Linked DNA regions of Zea mays: region 1 is linked to region 2. The links are chromatin contacts, called in public Hi-C maps. All regions are on one chromosome and are shown on one strand. The core of a region is the stretch at or near the end of the contact, and the rest is flanking DNA. Distances in the headings are between cores, read along the strand shown. Region 1 holds the start of LOC103626058. Region 2 holds the start of LOC100282593 (inorganic phosphate cotransporter).

What was found. Hi-C and Micro-C count contacts between places; a contact is called where the count stands out from the background.
Region 1: a contact with region 2 is called in a Hi-C map of leaf, with 6 times the contacts expected there. The contact joins the promoter of LOC103626058 here to the promoter of LOC100282593 in region 2. A contact is called at or near these places in 3 of 25 Hi-C or Micro-C datasets (ear, leaf and tassel).

Annotation. Positions count from the first base shown.
Region 1 is chr5:19,625,894-19,630,482 of Zm-B73-REFERENCE-NAM-5.0, reverse strand. LOC103626058 reads right to left here and starts at 2,661. Exons shown (of 3, transcript XM_008646439.4): 1 at 2,091-2,661; 2 at 1,330-1,677; 3 at 1-1,204. The coding sequence starts at 2,492. The coding sequence ends at 563.
Region 2 is chr5:19,469,113-19,473,204 of Zm-B73-REFERENCE-NAM-5.0, reverse strand. It overlaps LOC100282593 (inorganic phosphate cotransporter), which reads right to left and starts at 1,689. Exons shown (of 2, transcript NM_001155501.2): 1 at 1,347-1,689; 2 at 1-493. The coding sequence starts at 252. It overlaps LOC100278373, which reads right to left. Exons shown (of 4, transcript NM_001291792.1): 3 at 3,916-4,092; 4 at 2,912-3,832. The coding sequence ends at 3,218.

The DNA.
Region 1 (4,589 bases), core at 1,412-3,911, 160 kb before region 2:
CTCTCTCTCTCTCTCTCTCTCTTCACTGAGAGGTTAGCTTCGGCTCAATCCGTCAGCAAGCCAAACACACTGAACGCCGCCAATCGGATGCCCAGCCATGACGGCCAAAACACCTGCCTTGCTGGTGAGGAAACCCTTCTTCCTCGCTGGTGGCAGCGACCAAATTAGGAGTATAAGCTAAAAGAGAACCAACCACAACGACTTTCTCATGCGGCTGGAGTGCAGAAACATGCCCTAAGTTTCCTTTCACTAGGAACAGACAAAGAAGAAAGAAAAGCCTGAAGCAGGAAACAAGGCTACCTACCTACTACCATACCATGTCTCTCTGGATGGGATCAGAGAGAGAGAGAGAGAGAGGATGTTTCACACAGATCCGCTTCAATCATATGCAAGACCATGTGAATGCCCCCATGCTTCTTCCTATACAGAGGAGGCATTTGGATTTACCAAACTTCCAAATCCTCTCTCAGCCTTCACTCGTTTGTTTCTCTCCTACACTAGACTCCAAACAGGGTCAGCAGCCGCGCGGCTGTGAGAACCAAGTTTATGGACAGTCTGCGGATCAGTTTTGATTCTCGAGTACGGTTCCACCGCCCCATGCCACTTTACCTTCTTCTGCCTTCCCCAGCGCGGCAACTTTAGCGCGGCAGCCTGGGGGAGGGGGAGGAGGACCGGCCCGGCTTCTCTCGCCATGAGCAAGCTCCATGGCCTCGCCAACAGATCCAGACTTGATGTCGGTGGGCGGGATGAAACAGTCCATGGACAGCCCAGGAACGTTGAATGCTACCTCTTCAATGCTCCACACCTCCTCCATCCGGGTCTTGGTGTGGCTCATGGCAACCTCACCAAACCGGAACAGGGTCACGGCCGAGCGCCCAGAATGCGCCACCACTATACCGTCCACTGGGCGGTAGTCCTCCATGGACGAGCTGATGGTGGTCTCCCAGTAGACCGCGTCCCCTCCCGCGGCCGACTGAATTCGGGTCAGATGTGAATCCTCAATGTGGACAAGAAGACCAGTCCTCTGGCTGAAGTACCCGAACGTGACGTGCCTGATAATCTCTGCATGGCCCTCGCTGCGTGCCTTGAGGATCTCAGGATCCGTGCTCAGCTTCAGGATGAAGCAATCCTCCCCGTTCACCTTCCTCTCGCCGATGCACCGCGCACGAGCAAACATGCTTGCCGCCGTCAGCGGATCCAGGCCCTGCAAAAGAACATCACTCAGGATATATATAGCTGAGTAAATCTGAACAACCATGTTCTATGGGACTGTGGCTGAATTAGCACTGAAAACCAACAAAACAGGGACATGGACAGCAACAGCCATACCTGAAGGGCACGGCGAAGCGGACGAACAGGGCCCTTGGCAGAATGGGCACCGAGCCATGGTGTGTGCCGCCACACGAGCTTGCCGTTGCATCCCGCGTGCACCTTGCTCCCGCGGACAGCCAGCTCGATGTACCACATCTCAGGGGCCATCTGCCACAGCACGAAGCGGCCAGGCTCGCCGCCGCGTCCAGCGCTGCGGTTCTTAGTGAGACGGCCGGCGGTCTCGAACTCGGTGGCCACCATGCGTACCTTGCCCATGGCGTAGGTGCTGCGCAGGGAGGCCAGGAGCTTGTGCCCTCCGGAAGCCGCGAGGTACTGCTGCAGGATGTACTGCGCGGACGAGGTTTCCTGTGGACAAGCACATCACACCCAAAAAAAAAATCATAAATTTATTAAAAATCTGGCATATAACAGCAAACAGTGAATTAACACATACTACCAGGCAACAGCGGTGAAAAAAACAATCAGTCATATATACCAGTCCTAAAGAGCAGTCAAAGATCCTGGTGACCAGACATGCAGACATTGTAGTCACTAGTAACGAACTCTTTTACCGCACTGTAACACTAGTAACGAACTTTTTACAGTCTACAGGGCCCACGAATTCAAGGAAACTCGGATACATACACCCATGAAAACCTTGGCACCGGCATTTCGTCGAACAGTTGATTGCAAAGGAACGTGGAGCAAACAAGTGGGCAGGGGGGGAAAGGAAGAAAAACACAGCAGCAGCAGCGTGACGAGACGAGAGAAGCGCTTACGATGGGAGTGTCCTTGACGCTGAGGTGCGGGAGTGGCTCGGCGGCGCAGACGCGGACCGGCGCGAGCGGCGCAGCCATAACGCCGAGGAGCATCCTGATGTCGCTGCGCAGCGCGACCGCCGAGGACGGGGCCCGCGCGAACTGCACGCGCACCCAGTGGCCCCAGCCTTCCTTCCTCCCGCGCGCGGCACCTCGGCGGCCGCTGCCGTCCCCGTCGTCGCTGGGCTCCGGATCGGGCCCCTCCATGAGCGGCGCCAGCATCTCGCCGGCGCCTGCCACTCCGGTGAAGCTGAGCGCGGCGGCCAGGTCCGTGGCGTCCGGCTTGCGGCGCGCCCGCGCCGGCGACAGCCCGCGCGCCACCTCCTCCCGCAGCGCCGCGAAGAAGCCGTGCCGCCTTTCCATGGATAGATAGGGCGGAGGGCAGAAGGGGACCTTTTGGCGAATAGCGGAAGCTTGGTGGGCGTCTGCGGAGCGCGCAGTGTTGTGGCCGAGAGGAATGAGAGCGACGGGGGGGACTGGGTTGCGAATTTATCGGGAGGCGTGGGCTGCAGAGGAGAAAAAGGTGAGCTGTGGGCACGGGGTTTGCAGGCTGGGAAGCGTGATAGCCGAGTGGAGGGAGGCAGTATACAGCTGCGGATTCCCGTCACCATCTCCAGGTGTGCTCACCGCTCCCTGGTGTCAGTGTCAGTGTCGCTGCTGTAGCCGCCGGTTTTGAGGGCCTGTCTGCGCACTTTTCTCATCTTCTCCTATTGTATGGTTACTACTTATTTACATTTGCTTTTAGTCTTTTACTACATATTTAGTAAGGTTTTGGGGGGCCCAATAAGTGAGCGATACACTACTAGTCGCATAGCATGTGTATTAGGGTGATAACTCTTTGAATGGCACACTTATTCAAGGTTAGTATTCAAATGTGGCACAATAATGATTGGCAAACAATACATTGACGGGATGAATTGGTGGACAGGATCAACATGCACACTCCACAACAAACCTAGAAGCTAGCCATGATGCTAACGAGTGTGTAGTACATATTATCCGTGCATGAAAATGGTAAGAACCGTTTATACTTGATCAGCTGTGGTGATGATTATTGGATAGAATCGGTACCCCAAACAACATAGATCGATAAACCAGAAAAGTTGGCAACGCGTTACTAGTTGCACGCCGTTTCGATCGACGGTAGCAACGCTCTGAACGGCACGAGTACGGAGTATCTGAGGTCGGTGAGTTAGGGGTCCCAGGAGTAACGGCCATCGACCAAGTAATGTGCCGATAAGATGACATGTGGATAAAAACCAACATCTACACTCCATGAAAACTTGAGAGATACGAGTCTACTTGTTGCACATGATATAGTATTTGCGAGCGACAAAGGTAACGAATTAATGTTGAGAATCAATAAATTTAGATTATGATTTGTGGATTGAAACGGTATCCATACAACACCACCACGAAACTAAAAAGGTAGCAATGCACTATTTGTTGCATGCCACACATACCGCGGGATGGATATGACACGTGAGACACATATCAGGGCATGAATGCCTGGAGGGCTCGTTACTTATACCTAATTTGGAATCGTAGTGAATCCCCTCACCCTCCACCAGTGAGCTTGTGAATTGCTGGCACTCAGGGTTGGCCACCTCTATGGCAACCAATATGAGATGAGAAATGTAGACCATTAGAGGAAGGACATATATTTGAACTGTTATTGCTTTGGGGCTTCACCAGGTCTATTCGAACTATCCTTAATGGGCTTGCCTTTTCACCCTTCAACTAACCCTGACGTCTGTCTAACATTGACACGTGGACCCTCGGTCCGTTGCCAACTCGCTCTCGGTATCGTGTCCTAGCAACCTACTGCCACTGACACCTCATTACAACTAACACCATTACCTTGGAACCCCCACTAGCCACACTTGCTTTCACTCTTCCCATTACTGATGCAAAACAGTGGGCCGGCCTTCTAGTGCTTGTCGTCGACCCAAGTGCTCGTACCGAACAACCTTAATGTTATCTAACAACACTTTCACTTTTTACGTCGACATCTCGTCACCGAGCCACCGCCAAAACGTCTTGTTAGCTCCTCCATCGTTGTGCGGCGGGCCTCGAACGTTCTTTGTTTTTTTTGCTGAGTCGCTATTCGGTTTATGCTTTTAAAATTAGCCGACCCCTAGGATTTTTTTGCATTGATGTTCTGTTGTAGTCTCAAATCGACAAGTTTTTTCCTGAGGGGGTTCCGCTGAAATAATTTATTAGCACTGATTAAGTTTTGTTTCAGTACGTAAGTTGGAATTTGCGAGAAAAAAGGTAAGAATCGTTTATACTTAATCAGTTGTGGTGATGATTATTGGATAGAATCGGTACCCCAAACACCAAAGATAAACCGGAAAAGTTGGCAACGCGTTACTAGTTGCATCCCGTTTAGATTGACGGTGGCAAAGCTATGAATGGCACGAGTATCTAAGGTCGGTGAGTTAGGGGTCCTAGGAGTAA
Region 2 (4,092 bases), core at 440-2,939:
TACAAATGACAGTAGCAGGACACGTCTACCTCCTATTCTCTGTGCTGCCCATCCACCAGGAATCTGTGATAAAACATAACCATAATAGAACATAGAGAGTATCATGCCCTTGTTGGCTTGATTCACACCGATGGCATCAGCTGCAACAGTATAGGTAATTGAGAAACCCACACGCTCAATGTAGCAAACATTTGTGCAGATGAATGTCAACAATACTATTATATAACGTTTCGGGAACCTCATTCTCACCATTGATGATCTGAGATGAAGCACCGTATTTTTACTAGTCTTAGTCAGGCCAGAACTTGCTGACCTCCCATGAATATTCACCAGGATTTACCATAAGCCTGATTCTCTTCCATCCATCTCAAGGATACTACAATCTGAAGCGTACAGATTACTGATCACTGGTTCTTCACATGTCTTTATCAGTTAACTGATCTCATACACAAATTAACAGAGAATCTTGGTACACTGCACTGAACTGAAAAGCCTGTCAAAAAACAACAAAGGAGCAACATATAGAAACATCAGAACTCCAAATGGATACTTCAACTTAGCTGAACAACTAAAAGAACAGTTGAAACTATGCACAAGATTTGAGCATGCTTGACTTTTTTTAAGAGTGATATAAAGGCATAAAACCTGTCACAACCTCTACACCCCAGAGATTTCAGGGAGGAAACAAAACTTGCATAAGTAAACTTGGATTTGGCTTCTAGAGAAAAAAACAAATGTTGCTCCTAGAAAATGATTGAACATGCCACTCTACAAGTCTAAACTTTGAAAGCCAGATCTTGCTAGAATCCAAGCAGTGAAAAGCAAGCTTTTTCTATAAGACATTACAAACCTTGGCAAGAGAAAATGATCTGCCACTGCACTGTCCGAACTAGATCTTACTCGGATTCCAATTTCCAAGTGCTAGTTTTTTTATTGCAACATCGCTTAGCCCTAAGCTCGATTTCAAGAGCAGAGCCAGTAAAGGAAATGGATCCAATAATTTCTTCAAAAAGTAAACAAAGTTTATAGACATAACCTACTTGTAATCAGGGGCATATGATATGGGTGTAGTGTACACATGTACACTCGATGATTTTTGCAAAGCAATTGAAATTAGTAGGCATAATGCACGCATATACACTTGTAATTAGATTCAGATCCGATTACGAATAGTATGTTAGGGTCTGGGCACACGGTTTTACCTAGGAATTACGACAAGCGGATTGGGTGCGTAATGACATTTTTAGTGCGAGGGCCGATCTGAAACTGGACCAGAATCGAGAGGGACGAGCTGTTGGCGTACGAAGGAGAGAGAAGATCGTGGCGCTGTACGGACGGAGACACACCTGTCGAGCTGTGTGCCGGCCGCGCCGGAGACGTTCCCGGGGACACCCGGGCTGCTGAGGGCGGACGCCGCGCCGGAGCTGGTCGCGAGGACGCTGCCCCAGGGGGTGCTCGACCGAGCGCGGTCTCCTCTCCGGGTTGCGGCGCGGCGAACGGAGGGGGGAGATCGGCCGCAGGCAAGACGAGTTCAGGCGGCGGGCGAGGCGCGAGCTCGGCCGCGGGGAGAGGAGGTGGCTGCTGCCCTCTGCGAATGGATCGGGAGTAGGAAGAACAGACTGAGGAGAGAGAAGAAAGAAAATAGAAAGACTATACACTAACATGCTGGTAGTAAGTTGCGCGGTTCAGAACACCGGTTTAAGGGTTAAAACCGGCGTCCACCCGTAACCGATTTATCACGATAAAGCGGTGAAAACTGATAAAAATTGTCAATCTAGTTGTAGGAAAAATCTGACTGTGAGAAGAATATAAGTATTGATTATGTGCGGAGAAAGAGAAAGATGTTTATAGAGTTTAGGATCTAAAAATTGATGAATTTTTACTAACGCGATGACTTGCCTCATTGCCTGATTCTGTGTTGACGTTGATTGTGTATGTTTTTCACCAAAGTGATTCTGACAAAACATGGTGAAAAGCTAAATGTTTGACGGACCACATCAGTTTTGGTGCCCAAAAGCTGAAAATGCTGAATGAAACACCTCCATCATCTGTATCTACTATGGCAGTTGAGGGACACCCACCAGGAAGCACATGAAAGGAGGATTTGAGTGTCCTGGCTATAGTGGAGGCCCTGCTAAAGTTTATATTTTATTATCGGACTTATGGGTCGATTTATTGGTTTTGAAGCGTTTCAAATTCAAAAACTGATAGCGGATGGCATTGAAGTGGCGAAAGATATAGCTTTGAGACAGTGGCAGAGTCAGCTCACAATTGGAGCCTGGGCACCGTCATTACTATGGTAGATTGTTTTTAACCGCTTGAGTAGGTAGTCAAATTAAATTGAATCAAACGATATTGTGTGTCTGTTTGGTTTCAAGCAAATAGTTGCTTGGAAACGCCGGTTCCTCGTACGCCAACTTGAAGGTCGTCAGTTTCCAACCCTCACGAGTCGTCGTCGTGCCGTGGGACACGTATGTGCCAAAGCACGACGCCCCCAAGCTCTTAGGATGGCAGGGTTTACGGAATGGCTGCCATGACGACTAGCTCAGCGCTCCGTACTTAGTAGCAGCGTCGTGCTTCTTGTAAATTAAACTAATTTACACTTTAATCTACCTTAATACGAGTGAATTAGAAGATTAGGGGTGAATACTAAAATACCTAAACGAGTTGGAAGATTAGGGGTAAATACTAAAATATCCAAACAAAGGCTCGATGATTTAACGGACTGCCAAAAACAGCTCATAACAAGACGCTGCAGTTCGTATTAGAAAACAAGAGCTCTGATCACTAGCCTCAGCAGTTTAACACCATTTCACTCGAATATTTGCTACGTATAGGTATAACGGATGTTATATAGCAGTAAGAAGCAAACTAAAACACTATGATTATTTTTGCCTGCAAAAAATACATCAATTATAACGGACTGTACTACTTTCTTTGTATTCCTACCATGAAAAAAAGGTCACATAATAAATATCCCATGGAACTTCGCTGGAAACATCACCAATGACCAAACCTACTCCACTCCAGCTACAAGCAATCCCATGCCAAAAAGAAAACGTCATCGGCGACATGACAAGTGAAACCAGTAGCAGTAACTCCATATGTTATGAGATCGCTACTGCTGTACTCGCTAGGCGAAGGCAAAATCAAGACCAAGAACAAAACTAAGGCTGTGAGCTTGTGACCCCGCTGAACCCCCGCCGCGCGCGCGCGACTAGGATACCGAGCGCCATGTGATCCGCGACTGCGTGGACTTCGCCTCCTCCGGGTTGGCGGACCCAGGGCTATCCGACGTGTCCGAGCTGCTGCTCTCGCCGGCGTTCGTTTTCCCGGACCAGAGCTTGCTCAGCATCTTCTTCGGCATCAGCATCGTCCCCTTCGCCTTCCCCGTGGCGGCGGCGCTCCTGTCGTCGCTGCTCTTGTTGTTCACGTCACTGCTGCCGCTGCTCCTCTCGCTCCCACCGCTGTTGTTGGCCAGCCTCATCGACCTCAGAGAGTTGATGTCGCTCGACGTCGGGACCCCACTCTCCTCTTCCTCCGTCGTCATCGTCGTCGCGGCTGACCTGGAGCTGCCAATGGAGTTGCCGTTCTCTCTGGGAAGAAGCGAGCGAACGGCAGACGGGAGCCCCGACGTCGAATTAGCGTCGCTCCTTGCAGAAGCAACCGACGACGATGCCCGGACTTGCTCGAAGAAGAGAACCTGCACGACCACGCGTAGGGGGAGACGCTCGTTCTGCACGGCGTGCATGCACGCGTCCTGCGACAGCTGCTTGCAGTCCATCAGCCCGCACAGTTTCTTCTTCTCGCTCTTTGATAGGCTGGGGTGCTCCTGTGTCAGCATGGAAGGCACTGTTATTAAGTATATTCAAACGCCCTACAACGGGAGCACTCGGTGGAGACACAGAGAGATACCTTCAGATACATGTCAATGGCACGATAGAGCCCGTCATGCGTTGGCCGGGGTAGAGAAGACACCATTTCGGCGAGTGCGATCAACTTTGGAAGAGGAAGGTTGGGATCTTTGGCGATCTCGGCAAGATATCCATCGATCAGCTTTGCAACTGCAAGCTTTGACGCGCTGGAAACAGA